2 separate regions of the Mus musculus genome follow, and region 1 is linked to region 2. Evidence: chromatin contacts called from public HiChIP or PLAC-seq data. All regions are on one chromosome and are shown on one strand. Each heading gives the region's core, a stretch centred on a gene start, on an enhancer-like site or on the middle of the called end of the contact. The rest is flanking DNA. Distances are from core to core; before and after follow the strand shown. Region 1 has its middle 15 kb from the start of 9430015G10Rik. Region 2 overlaps Nadk (NAD kinase).

Region 1 (6,487 bases), core at 177-2,676, 520 kb after region 2:
AGAACTCTCAGATCTTCTTGCATCATGACTGCCTGGATGCCTCCAAGCTCCCATCTGGATAATAATGGACTGAACCTCTAAACCTGTAAGTCAGCCCCAATGAAATGTTGTCCTTATAAGAGTTTCCTTGGCCATGGTGCCTGTTCACAGCACTAAAACCCTAACTAAAAGCCGGGCGTGGTGGCGCATACCTTTAATCCCAGCACTCGGGAGGCAGAGGCAGGTAGATTTCTGAGTTCGAGGCCAGCTTGGTATACAAAGTGAGTTCCAGGACAGCCAGGGCTACACAGAGAAACCCTGTCTTGAAAAAAAAAAACAAAACCCTAACTAAGCCAGTCACAAACACAAAGAGTAGATTGACACAGGATGGAGAAGGATTCAAGGTCCAAAACCTACAGGGCTTATATTCTCCCCAGAATGGAAGGGATACATTTTAGTGCATTCCCTACAAACTTTGTACTGTGCATTGACAGAAATAAATATATGGCTAAACAATCCCTTCTTTTCTTCAAATCCAAGACAGGCAAATTCTCCCACTGTACTATTTCATGTGTATCAGACTGTTTAACCTGTGAGTTTTGTAGTGGTGCTACATCTCCATCACAAATTTGCTTATGTTAGCTGCTGGGTAAAACGCCTCATTCCATTTCCAAGTCAGAAATCCAAGGACAAGATCATAGCCCAGCATTCAGGTGATGGTCATACCTTCACATCTGTGGTGATTCACTCTGATTTACAAGCAGTAGTGTACGCCCCACGTCCAGTAAAGAGCAACCCTTGAGGTTTGTGCTGTTCGGTTCTGAGAAACCAACCTGAAGGGGCTGCTGCTCTCTCCAAACACAAGATAGTAAAGGGTTGGATTAGTCGCACAGCACCACTCTACCAGATGGATTCTATTGTTGTTCAAACTTTACATGGAGACAGCCTGTTTTCTGCACTCCCACAGTCTGAAAAAGGACAGTAGGGGTTTGGAGCCTTCTTGCGCTTAGGAAGCTAGTAGTGCCTGTGGCTAGATTCTTGCTATGTAGCTGCTAATGTACTGCCCGTTAGCACCGGTGAATTGGGGATTTTTCTCTATCAGGAAGAGGCCATCACTGGAAACAGGCCCCTCCCTACCTGGAGGTGCTTCCTTCTGACTCTGGGAAGGGCTTGGGTCAGATTGGAGCTGGTTTCAGTGGAAAACCCAGGCTGCACACTCCAGTAGTCCCCAGTGCTCTACCAAACTATGCTTTCCAGAATAACTCCAGACCTTCAAAGGGTAGGCTCAAGGTTAGAGTGTCAACTAAGGATATTTTCAGTCTCAGGCTTGGCTGACTTCTTGCCTGGGAAAATGCAAGGGAGAAGGGACACTGACTTATTAAATCCAGGCTCACGCCAAAGCTGAGCATTAACCAACCAGGCAGCTCTAGAGTGTCTAACAGGCACTGCACAGAGTGACCTAGTTCTACTGGTCACTCCTCTGGGTTCAAAGAAGGAGAGTTCAGATGTGATCAGGTGCAGTCCCCTTCCTGACTTGAGCACACTTTAAGGACATGTTTTGATTGCTGCAGATCCTTGATGTCCTGCAAGCAGAGTTATTAGTAAAGTCTGAGGTAACCACATCACATTTCACAGTATTCAGGATTCTAGGGTCTCCTTTTGGTGGAGGGTGGGGGCGGGGTAGGAGGGATGGGAGATTGAAACAGGCTCTCACAGTGTATCTCTATCTGGCCTGGAACTCCCTATGTAAACCAGGCTGGATTTGAACTTGTATCAATCCTTTTGCTACTGTCTTCCGAGTGTTGGGATTGCATACATATCAATACCATGCCTGGCCATAGGATCCACTTCTTAAGGGAGCAGGCATACTATGCTCCTACAGTTACTACAGTGTTAAAGAACTTCTGGTGCCTGGTAATTCTGGACCAAGGCTCCCTATAACCTCTTGTAAGCTACCCTCAGGCATCTTTCCAGAACATAGTCCTGATGCACTGACAGTAGCATTCTGAGCTCCTTAATGCTTTCTTTCCATTATCGCCACATCAGAACACAGAGACCAGACTGGTAGATGAAAGGGACATCAGGATCTATGCTGTGCTGGCAGAAGCCACCAGCCAAACCTTTAGTACCCAGGGTTCCCCATGTCCTTTGTACAGGAGTGTGACTTAAGGCTCCTGACTCCTATTTCCTGCCAGACGGGACATCTTTGCTTTGTATGTCTACAACGTTGAGCCCCATCTTCGCTCCCTCTGGCTGAGAGATCTCAGACCCACACTTGCCCTCCTCTCCTTCCTTCTTCTCATACAAAACTCTTCCTGGTCCAGCTTGACACTAGTTTATTCCTGTGCTCCTATGGCTGTGGCCTTCATCCTGGTGAGCCATTATTTGCCAAATAAATATTTGCACAGGGTGGGACTCAGTGCTCAGGGTTGAGTATTAAATGGGCCTAAAGTCGGAGAGTTCTGTGGCAGCACCACAGAGGTCCAGGAGTGAGGAAACATGGTGGAAAGCCGGCCTAAGTCTCTTACTTGTCTTCAAAGTAGCTTGTGTTTCTGGCACGAAGACTCCAGAAGGCAGAACCAATCTGCCAGGACACAGAGCCCAGGGCTGTGAGTTCCCAAAGGAAAGATAAAGGACAAGAGAAATTTGAGAACTGCGGGGTACATGGGAGGCCATCATAAACATCAGAGATCACTAACGTAAACCAGGGGGAAGGTTGGGGAACAGGGGCCACATCAGTTACTCTACCCTGAATTCACATGGCGTCCTTCATCAGTTACCCACTGCCATGTAACAAGGACGTCTAAACCTAGTGACTGTGAACATACATTTATCATTTCTGCTCTGTAGTTTAGGAGCAAGTGGGGCCAATGTAACTGGAGGCTAAACTATATTGGAGCAGGGTTGCAATGACCCGTAGGTCTTCATACGAGTTCCTTTCATGGAGTTCTTTATGTTTTGTTTCTGTTTTTAGACAGAATATTATGTAGGCCAGGTTGATCTGGAACTTGCTTTGTAGCTAAGGCTGGACTTGAGCTCCTGATCTTCCTTCTTCCATGTCCCAAGTATTGGGATTATAGACATGACCACCACATCTGACTCCATTGACCTCTCTGCTGGGCTACCTGCAAGAGCTGGCTGTTCAGAGCAAGCCTTTCTAGTAGGAGTATCCAAGAAAGTCAGGCCTGGTGGTACTAGCCTGCAATCCCAACTACTTCAGGAAAATTGAATATTTAAGGTCTATAAATGTAGAAGGCAAAAACAGAGTGGAGAGATGGTGAGATGGCTTAGAGGGGTAAAGATGCTTACCACACCAAAACCAATGACCTGAGTTCAAATCTCAAGAGTTACATGGTGTAAGGAGGAAACCAGCTCCTGTAGGTTTTCCTCTATTAATGAGCCATGCTGGTGCACATATATGTATATATACACAATCAATCAGTCAGCTAATCAATCAATCAATCAATCAATCAATCAATGTAATTTAAAATGAAACAGTCTGCCAGGCAGTGATGGTGCACGTCTTTAATCCCAGCACTTGGGAGCCAGAAGCAGGCAAATTTCTGAGTTCGAGGCCAGCCTGGTCTACAGAGTGAGTTCCAGGACAGCCAGGGCTACACAGAGACACCCTGTCTCAAAAAAAAACCAAAACCAAAACCAAAACCAAAACAGTAAGGTAGAGATATTCCTTAGTGGTAGAATGATTACCTAGCTTGCCTGAGATCGTCAGACAATCTCCAGTAAAACACACACACACACACACACACACACACACACACACACACACACATACACACACACACACACACACACACAGGGAACTCAAGATGAAGCTACAGGCTCCCTATCATCCAATCTTGAGTGTGCTGCTTGTCGCCTTTGTATTGTCCAAAAGCAAGCCATCAAGTATATTCAGGGAGGCACTGGGTAAAGTGGGAGCATGGGGAGGGAGGGTCCAGGGGTGTTGCCACACTTAGCTGTCCTGGATTCAGGATCCTGGCTCAGTAGCTTTGCTTGCTTTGGCTTTTGTCCTGGAAGCCAGTCATCCTACTTGTGGGCTTGTCTGTGTTTGCTGATGGACTAGCAATTGTGTGGTTGACAGTATAAAGTCAGAGAAGTTTTGAAAAGACCCCCATTTTGTTTTAACTTAAGTATAGAAATACACAGTATATACCCGCCTGTTAAGGGGCCTTGAGAGCTGACAGAGACCTACTTCAAATAGTGTCACATGTTGTCTTCATCACCTTCCTTCCTTCGTTCCTTCGTTCCTTTGTTCCTTCGTTCCTTCCTTCTTTCCTTCCTTCCTTCCTCTCCTTCTCTTTCTTTTTCTTTCTTTCTTTCTTTCTTTTTTTCTTTCTTTCTTTCTTCCTTTCTCTTTCTCTCTCTTTTCTTTCTTTCTTTCTTTCTTTCTTTCTTTCTTTCTTTCTTTCTTTCTTTCTTTCTTTTTCTTCCTTCCTTCCTTCCTTCCTTCCTTCCTTCCTTCTTTCCTTCTTTCCTTTCTTTCTTCTTTTGAGACAGTTTATCTACATAGCCCTAGCTGTCCTGGAACTCATTATGTAGCCTAGGCTGGCCTCAAACTCACAGAGATCCATCACCCTCTGCCTCTTGAGTGCTGGGATTAAAGGCACAAGCCACCACATCTGACTTTCACCTGGTCTTTTCAAATAATTTCACTTAGTTTCCATAAAAATAGCTCAAGTTTTTCATTCATTTGTTTATGGATTATTTGATTTAAATCATATCTTCTTATCACCAAAGCCCAGTGACATCTCTTACTTTTATTACAGCAAATATAAGCCATCGCTACATTTCAGAGTGACACTTAGTGATGAAATGAGTCTGCATAGGGCACAGAAAAAAAAAAAAACAGAACTGAACATTCAGTCCTGTGGTCAGGGCATAATAAATGCTGGTGGTACATAAAGTGTTTTGACTTGAGTTCTTGAGGGCAGAGCAGCACCTTGTGATCTCAGAAAAGCCCTCCAGGCACTAGAAAAAAAAAAAGTTCACCTCCTTTGAACATTGTAGAATTTTGGCTTGGTTTAGTTTGGTTTTTGGTTTTTCAGGATAAGGTTTCTCTAGCCTTGGCTGTCCTGGAACTCACAGAAATCCCCCCGCCTCTGCCTCCAGAGTGCTAGGATTAAAGGCGTGCACCACTATGCCTTGTTTTTGTTTTTTTGGGACAGGATCTCTTGTGTAGACTTCTCTGTGTAAATGGTGATCTTGAACTACAGATCCTGTCTCTGCCTCCCAAGAGCTAGATTACAGACATGAACCAACACACTCAGCAATGTGTTTCATCAACAAGAAGAAGTTAGAGGTAAGTGAGGTTCTATGCATCTGGAGGCTGTACTCTGAGTGGCTGGTGAGGTTTGGGGACACCAGGAAGTCATGATTTGAAACTGTAGGGGCTATTTTTGTAAGCTTTTCCTGGATGGGACCGTCAGGAAGAAGAGATGATGACAGGATCACTTTCTTGCTTTTCCTCCAAAGCTAACTTAGCCCAGGGGTTGAGGTGGCCTTGGCACCAACCCTCTGGCCACCTCCATGTTCTTTGGTTGTAGAGGGCAGGGGTCAGTGTTCAGAATCTTCAAACCTCCTGGAAAGGGCTTATACTCTGCCCTTTCTTCCTTAGTTGCCAGTCAAAGCAATCATCATGGCTAGAACCTCAGAGCTAGAGGAGCTTGGCCGTAAATAGAAGCCTTGGTGGTAGAATTCAAGCACCAATGTAACTGGCCGTGTTGACCTAGTCTTGGGGGAAAGCTGCTGGAAAAGGGACGTCACTTGCAGGCAGCTCAGAAATCCATTGTTCCCAGAAACTCTAACCTCTGCCCCGTGGACCTGAAGCACCTGAGTTAGAATCCCTAACTGTGATACAAAGCCCATTTGATGCCAAAAAGGAAGATAGGTCCTGCATAGGCCCCATAGCAAATGCTTGGTGAGCATGATGCCAATTGGGAAGTGTCCTTCCCCTAACCAGCCGAGTCAGAGCAACCCTCTCAACCTGCAGTGAGAGTGAGGCCATCCAGCAGCAGCTGAGCCTTGCTGACAACAACAATGCCACCTCTAACGGGAGCTGGGATTTCTATTTATGGCCAAACTCCTCTAGCTCTGAGTTTTTAGTCACGATAATTATTTTGACTGACATTGAGAGCTATCAGGATTCGTGGAGTCAGACATACAGCCCAAAGAGTGGCCATTAGCCTGTCATCTCCTTTCATACAACACCCCCAAACCCTTCCCTCCCAGACCTGTGCTGATTATCCAACTTGTGCAGCCCACGTCATAGCTCTCCTTACCCAGGCAAACACAGCATCTGTCCAGGAAGGCTGTATCTACCGCAAGTCCACTCAGCTCTCACTGAGGCTCAGGGGTTTCCCTTAGCACCGTGTGCAAAGCAGGTGACATCTCATCTGACCTAGCCCTGCTGGTTACCAGTGAATGGCACATGTGTTTTGTAGGACGGTCTGAGCTGCCGGAGGAGAGCTCGTTAGTTATTACAGCTCAC
Region 2 (6,890 bases), core at 3,675-6,174:
TTGGGTCTGTGAAACTATTCCACCACTAGATGGGTTCTGTGATCCCGTTCCTTAGAACTTTCCAGAAACAGCACACTTCTCTGACCTGTCTGCTAGCTTGGGTATCATTTATTTGTAGAAATGAGGTAGGTATTAGGTAATCACTAAACCTGGACTCTGTGGCTCACAGTAGTGATACCATCATGTTTGATACAGCAACACGTTGTCTCATAAAACAAATGAACAAGAACTGGAAACTTTTCCAACTTGGTATTAACTAATGAAGTTAAACATTTACCTGTTGCTTTCACTAATTTTCCTTCTTTTTATTTTTTTTCTCTCCATTTCTTCCTTCATTCCCTCTATTTTCAAAGACTCAGACTTTTGTCACACAGATTGCAGTCTTCCTCCTGCGTGCTGAGTGCTTGGGTCACGGGTACGCACCAACACACCTGGCTTCGCTTTTCATTTACCGCTTCTACATATATTTGAAGTTCACATGGAATTGAACGTTTGTATTACGTTTCTTGGGCTGACTCTCTGTGTGTTCATGCCTGCCTTTGGTTCCTGTTGTACATGAGCTTATTGACATTTTGATATCTTTCTTGCTACTCCATGATGGTGACTCAGTTCCTTTTCCAAGCCAGCCAAGCTACTCAACAATGAAAAAAATCCCAACAGGGATAACTAAGTGCACTCACCCCCCCCAGCTACCTCAGCACCTGATAATCATCTTGCCTAGCCTTTGTTTCCGCTTCACTTTTTAGACCTTGCTTGAAGAGTTACCTAGGGAAAGGTTGGCGACGAAAGAATTAAATAATGGAATTAAATAGAATTAAAAACAGAGGAGGAGGGATGATGGGTCAGTCCTAGCAACCACCCGGGATTCACTCCCAGGGACCCTCAGGGTAAGAGGAGGGATTTAGGGGCTGCCCTTCGATTGCCACGGGCAGATTGTGTCATGCGAGTGAGCATGTGTGCACCAACCCATAAGTAAATACGTGTATCTGTTTATTTACTTAATTGGGTTTTTTTTTTCTTTTAAAAAAAAATTGGGGGAGGGGGTGTTGGGATGTTCAAATCAGGGTCTCTCTCTCTGAAGCCCTGGCTGTCCTAGAACTCAATCTGTAGACCAGGCTGGCCTCACTTTAGAGAGCCACCTGCTTCTGCTGGGATTAAAGGCTTTTATACCACGATCTCCTGGTTTATTTTTCTTTTTTTTAAGACACAAAATCTCTGTGTAGCTCTGGCTGTCCTGGAACTAAGTGTGCACACTAGGCCTGGCTCCTTTTTTATTAATTTATTTTTGTTGTTGTTGTTTCTTTATTTTGTTTTGACACAGGGCTTTTCTGTGTAACTCTGGCTGTCCTTAGTCCAGGCTGGCCGCAAACTCAGGGTCCATTTGTCTCTGCCTTCCAAGTGCTAGGATTAAAGACCACCACCTGGCTCTTTTTTTATATTTTGAAACAGTTTCACTATGTAACCACAAATGGCCTGCAACTCACTATGTAGACTAGGCTGTGCTTGAATTTAGAGAACTGCCTGCCTCTTCCTCTCAGTATTGGAATTAAAGGCGTTCCTCCTCCACACTGAACAACTATAGTTTTAAAAAGGGGAGGGGGGACTTGGGACGTGGACAAATGACTCATGGTGGTTAATAGCACTTGTTGCTCCTATTATAGAGGAAATGGGTTTATTTCCCTCTGCACCTTTGTGGTTGTAAACTCCAGTTCCAAAGGATGCTGCACCCTCTTCTGGTCTCTGTGGGAACTGCATACACATAAAAATAAATCTTAATCTGTTTTTGTTTTTTTGGTTTTTCTTTAAAGATTTATTTTTTTATATGTGTGAGTACACTGTTGCTGTCTTCAGACACACTAGAAGAGCATCAGACCCCATTATATATGGTTGTGAGCCACCATGTGGTTACTGGAAATTAACCCCAGGACCTCTGGAAGAGCAGTCAGTGCTCTTCACCGCTGAGCCATCTCCCCAGCCCTAAATCTGTTTTTATAAAGGCTCCAAGGGTGGATTGGTACCTGAGAGCCTGGGTAGTGGCCACTCTCTCTTGCCTTGAGAAGCCAGCAGTCCAACCCTAGTGGACACGCAATAGGATGATGCCCTGTTCTCTCGGTGAGCCTTCCTCTGCACTTTGATTCTCACCATATCTTCCAGGCTCTTGGACAAAGGCCAAGTGTAGCATGTACAAGAGTCTGTCTAACCTAATGACCAGGACAAGGCTGTATGTGAGCCTGGCCACATTCTGCTAGTCACTGTGGGGTCCTTTCTGCCCTAATTTGAGAGATGCCTGTGGCACCATAATATGTGTGACGTGCTGTCATTTTCTACCATGTCAAATGCCGATGTGGGCACTTGCTCTTAGTATAGAGTCTTTATGTGATAATTGCCATTTTAACAGACCATCCAGTCCGCCCTGAAATGACCTAACAAGGCACTGTGAGGGAGGTCAGCACTGCACAGAAACCCCACAGGCCTTGGCCAGTGTAACCCTTGGACTTTACCAGGCAGCTACTTTCTAATTGTAAAGCTATACTTGTTTACTTAGGTCTTGTGTATACGGATGGGGTCAGATGTACACAGCCTGTCTGTGGAGGTCAGAAGGAGTTGGTTCTCTTCTTGCAGTGTGGAGCAAGGGATTGAATTCAGATCCTACACTTGATGTCAGTGTCCAGGAGTGGACTGAACCCTTGGGCATCTGGGAATGAAGGGAGAGTGAAGAATTATATAGTGAAGCCCGTGTCAAAAAAAAAAAAATCTGCTAATATATGCATATATTTTCATTTTCTTTCTTTTTTTTAAAGTTCAACTCTTTATTTGGTAATTTTTGTTTGGTTTGGTTTGTTTAAAGATTTATTTATAAACGGGGGTGGGGGGTGGCACCCGCCTTTAATCCCAGCACTTGGAAGGCAGATTCAGGCAGATTTCTGGGTTCGAGGACAGCCAGGGCTACACAGAGAAACCCTGTCTCGAATAAAAAATAAATAAATAAATAAATAAACTATTGCTCTCTTCAGACACACCAGAGAGGGCATCAGATCCCATTACAGATGTGAGCCACCATGTGGTTGCTGGGATTGAACTCAGGACCTCTGGAAGAGCAGTCAGTGCTCTTAACCACTGAGCCAACTCTCCAGCCCATATTTTCATTTCCTTATCTGCGTCATACAAAAATTAGAATGAACATGGCCGCATAGGCCTGTAGTCCTAGTTACTCGGGAGGCAGGAACAAGAGGATCACAAGGTCAGAGACTGGATTACAGGGAGCCACCCTGTATTTAACAGAAAAGCAAGGCCTTGGTGGTGCGTGCCTTTAGTGCCAGTGCGCTAGAGGCAAGCCAGTCGGATCTTGGGGTTCAAGGGCAGCCAGAGCCTTACAGAAAGCCTGTTGTGAAAACCAAAAAAGGAAAAAGTGAACACACATAATGAGTTGGGAGTATAGCTCAGTAGTAAGTACTTATGTAGCAAGCATAGAGGCCTAGGTTTATACCCTAACAACACACACAGGAAAAGATTTTAAAGGCCAAGGCCATCATGATCAGTTTTTTTCTCATGCTTCTAAAAGGCAGTTTGAGCCTGTAGTCTGTTTTGGATTAATATTTGTAAGTGATAAGAGGACATAGTTCAGTTTTCAGTCTTTTCAACTGGCTACCCATCTGCTTAACACTACTTGAAGGTTTTGTTTTGGTTTGGTTTGGTTTTTTCGAGACAGGGTTTTTCTGTGTAGCCCTGACTGTCTTGGAACTCACTCTGTAGACCAGGCTGGCCTTGAACTCAGAAATCCGCCCGCCTCTGCCTCCGGAGTGCTGGGATCAAAGGTGTGCGCCACACGCCCGGTGCCCGGCGAAGGTTCTTTTTTTATTGAATCACTACAGCACCTTTGTCAAGACCTTTTAGGCTTGGCTAGGGTGTGTCTTAGAGGGATAGCTGTTCGCTCACAACACACACAAACCGTGGTTGATGTCTATTTCTGGATCATCTTTTCTGTTGCTTGATACTGGAATTGAGCAGTTTGCCTTGTGCTAGGTAAGCACTCTACTGCTGGGCTATATCTCAGCCTTTTTATACTTGGAGACAGCGTTTTGTTAAGTTGCCAAAGCAAGCCTCGAACTTGTCATTGCCCTACCTCTGCCTCTCAAGTAGCTAGGAGTGCAGGCCTGTGCCACCAGGCCCAGATGTTTTGTTTCTTTGCTGCATAGACCTAGCTGGCCTTAGCTTTTCAGTGGCTGTCTCCTGCCTCTGCCGCTCAGTCCTTATTCTGACTTACCTGATTTCAATAGGTAGGACACAGAAACTGTCTTTTTAAAAAAAATAGGGAGCTGGAGAGATGGCTCAGCGGTTAAGAGCACTGACTGCTCTTCCAGAGATCCTCAGTTCAATTCCCAGCAACCACATGGTGGCTCACAACCATCTGTAATGGTATCTGATGCCCTCTTCTTCTGGTGTGTCTGAAGACAGCTACAGTGTACTCACATACATTACAAAAAAAAAAAAAAAAAAAAAAAAAAAAAAGATAAAGTTCTTCTGGTGATTGTAAAATATAGCCAGGGTAAGAACCAATCTATTCTCTCACCTTTGACCTTAGCATGGGCTCCATAGGGTTGACCAAGGTCACAGGTCTTAGTTGTCTGGGCTACTGTAACAAAGCATCACAGACTGGTTGGTTCAAAGTAGATTCATGTTCTCACAGTCCTGGAGGCTGAAGTCCAGCTCTCTGTGGAGAGCTCTTCCCCAGCACTCTTGTGTTGCTCATGTTGGTCGGGTCTGAAAGTGGAGGGACACTGCTTTTAAAGGCATTAATGAACCAGGGAGTGGGCAGAGCCAACCTCCTCCCCAGAGCAAGTTCCAGGACAGCCAGGGCTACCCAGAGAAACCCTGTGTGTTGGGGGGAGGCACTAATGAACATCAGGGCCCCACCCTGTGACTCATTTCCTCAGAAGCCCTTCTCCAAATACAGCCACAGTGGTAATTAAGGGTTCATGATAGCATCAAGCATGTCACTGGGGCTGGTGGTGTCGGCCTGTTATCCTAGCTACCTTAGAGGCTGAGGCAGGAAGATCACAAGTTCAAGGTGCTGTGTAGGTAACAGAGATTGTCTCAATAAAGAAGATCAGTTGTGGTGTGGGTATAGCTCACTGGTGGAGAGGGCCCCTGCTGGTGTGCACTAATCCCTCGTGAAAAGGTAAGAATGAAAACTTGGGGCAGACTGACTTGTCATCTTGGATCAGATTCCAGGGAGTGTAACAACAGGCAGGTTATTCCCTGATGTTATTTAAACCCAGTATAATTTGGAAAAATTTTCCTGGTGTAATACAATCCTGGTGCAAAAGGAAGCGTAATTACATCAAAACTCCGCTCAGGATCTTGTCATTCCTTCAGAGAACATGGGGTCTTGAGATGCAGTACCTGCACTAGCTTAAGGGCCTAAGCGTCTGGCCTGGTCTCAGCCATATGAACAGTGGAGAGGTCATTTAGCCACCTCAAGTCCTGCTTGTAGGAGCTTGGTATGTCCTGGCCCAACGGATAGTACAGATCTCCAGCTGCTAATCACGTCCAGTTCTCAGCTCTCTGACAACAGGTTTTTCATCTTTCCCATTGGAAAGAGAATCCTGTGTGCATAACACAGGTTTCTCTGGAGACCTGTGGGTGCAAGGACCTTTGTGCTGTGCCCCCAACAGTAGAGTGCCTGGTCCAATGGGGTTCAGTCCCCATTACTGCTGGGGGGGGAGCATTTAGACCACAGCACTAGTTTATCTGGGATTTATACTTAAATTCCTTTTTTTTTTTTTCAAGACAGGGTTTCTCTGTGTAGACCAGGTTGGTCTCTAACTCAGAGATCCTCCTACCTGTAGCTCGCTGGTGCTCCCTGGTGCTCGCTGGTGCTCCCTGGTGCTGGCTTAAAGGTGCCACCAGGTCCAGCTGCTTCTCTTCTTCCATGGAAAATGTTCGGTTTTTTACATTATCTGTTCTTTATTTACTGTACTGTGACTTCCTTATTAAGCATGGGTTATGGGCTGGAGAGATGGCTCAGCGGTTAAGAGCACTGACTGCTCTTCTAAAGGTCCTGAGTTCAAGTCCCAGAAACCACATGGTGGCTCACAACCATCCATAATGAGATCTGACGCTCTCTTCTGGTGTGTCTGAAGACAGCTGCAATGTACTCATAATACATAAAATAAATCTTAAACCCCCGCCCCCCGCCCCCCCCCCCCCCAAAAAAAAGAGAATGGGTTATGTTGAGTGCCTGCCTGCTTGTAGCACTCTCCATCCAGGCCACTAGCTATTGGGGACATTTTTATCCCAGTGGTCCTCAGCAGGAAAGCATGGTGGTAGTGATGGTGTGTGTGTGTGTGTGTGTGAGAGAGAGAGAGAGAGAGAGAGAGAGAGAGAGAGAGAGAGAGAGAGAGATGGGTGCAGGAGGGCTTTCAGTAGTCAGTTTTCTTAGATTCCAGAGACTGAACCCAAGATTGTCAGCCTTGGTGATGGACACCATCACCTGCTGAGCTAGTCTCACTATTCTACACACACACACACACACACACACACACACCCTGATTTTTGATTTCCTATTTTGATTTTATGGCCATTGGTGCTCTGCCTGTGTGTCTGTGTGAGGTGTCAGCTCCCCTGGAACAGGAGATGCGGACAGCTGTGAGCTGCCCTGTGGGTGCTGGGAATGAACTCTGGTCCTCTGGAAGAGCAGCCAGTGCTGAGTGCTGCTGACAGATCTTCCCAACCCTTGTTTTGTGTTTTTGTTTTTGTTGTTTTGCCCCATTGCAGGCTTCCTGAAGTCTGGGGTTGTCGTTGACCACACCAAGGCTCTGGGCCTGAAATCATGACCCTGTTTCCTTCCACCACAGTTCTTTCTGGAGGTTTCATTTTTACAGTCTCCC

Evidence for each region. HiChIP or PLAC-seq counts read pairs in DNA pulled down with a chosen protein or histone mark.
Region 1: a FOXA1 HiChIP or PLAC-seq map of pancreatic cancer cells shows a contact between it and region 2. The contact joins two enhancer-like sites. A contact is called at or near these places in 1 of 115 datasets of contacts at active chromatin or transcription factors (pancreatic cancer cells) and 1 of 9 other capture datasets (pancreatic islet).

What each region holds. Positions count from the first base shown.
Region 1 is chr4:156,091,580-156,098,066 of GRCm38.p6, forward strand. No RefSeq gene overlaps it. Among named protein-coding and RNA genes, the nearest start is that of 9430015G10Rik, 15 kb to the right of the region's middle. Within about 2 kb of position 1,427, at least 17 of the 459 cell types and tissues checked have an H3K27ac peak or open chromatin away from gene starts, as enhancers often do. A contact at or near this core is called in pancreatic cancer cells, where this site is marked.
Region 2 is chr4:155,566,702-155,573,591 of GRCm38.p6, forward strand. All of the region lies in intron 1 of Nadk (NAD kinase), which reads left to right. Among named protein-coding and RNA genes, the nearest start is that of Nadk, 6.3 kb to the left of the region's middle. Within about 2 kb of position 4,925, at least 90 of the 459 cell types and tissues checked have an H3K27ac peak or open chromatin away from gene starts, as enhancers often do. A contact at or near this core is called in pancreatic cancer cells, where this site is marked.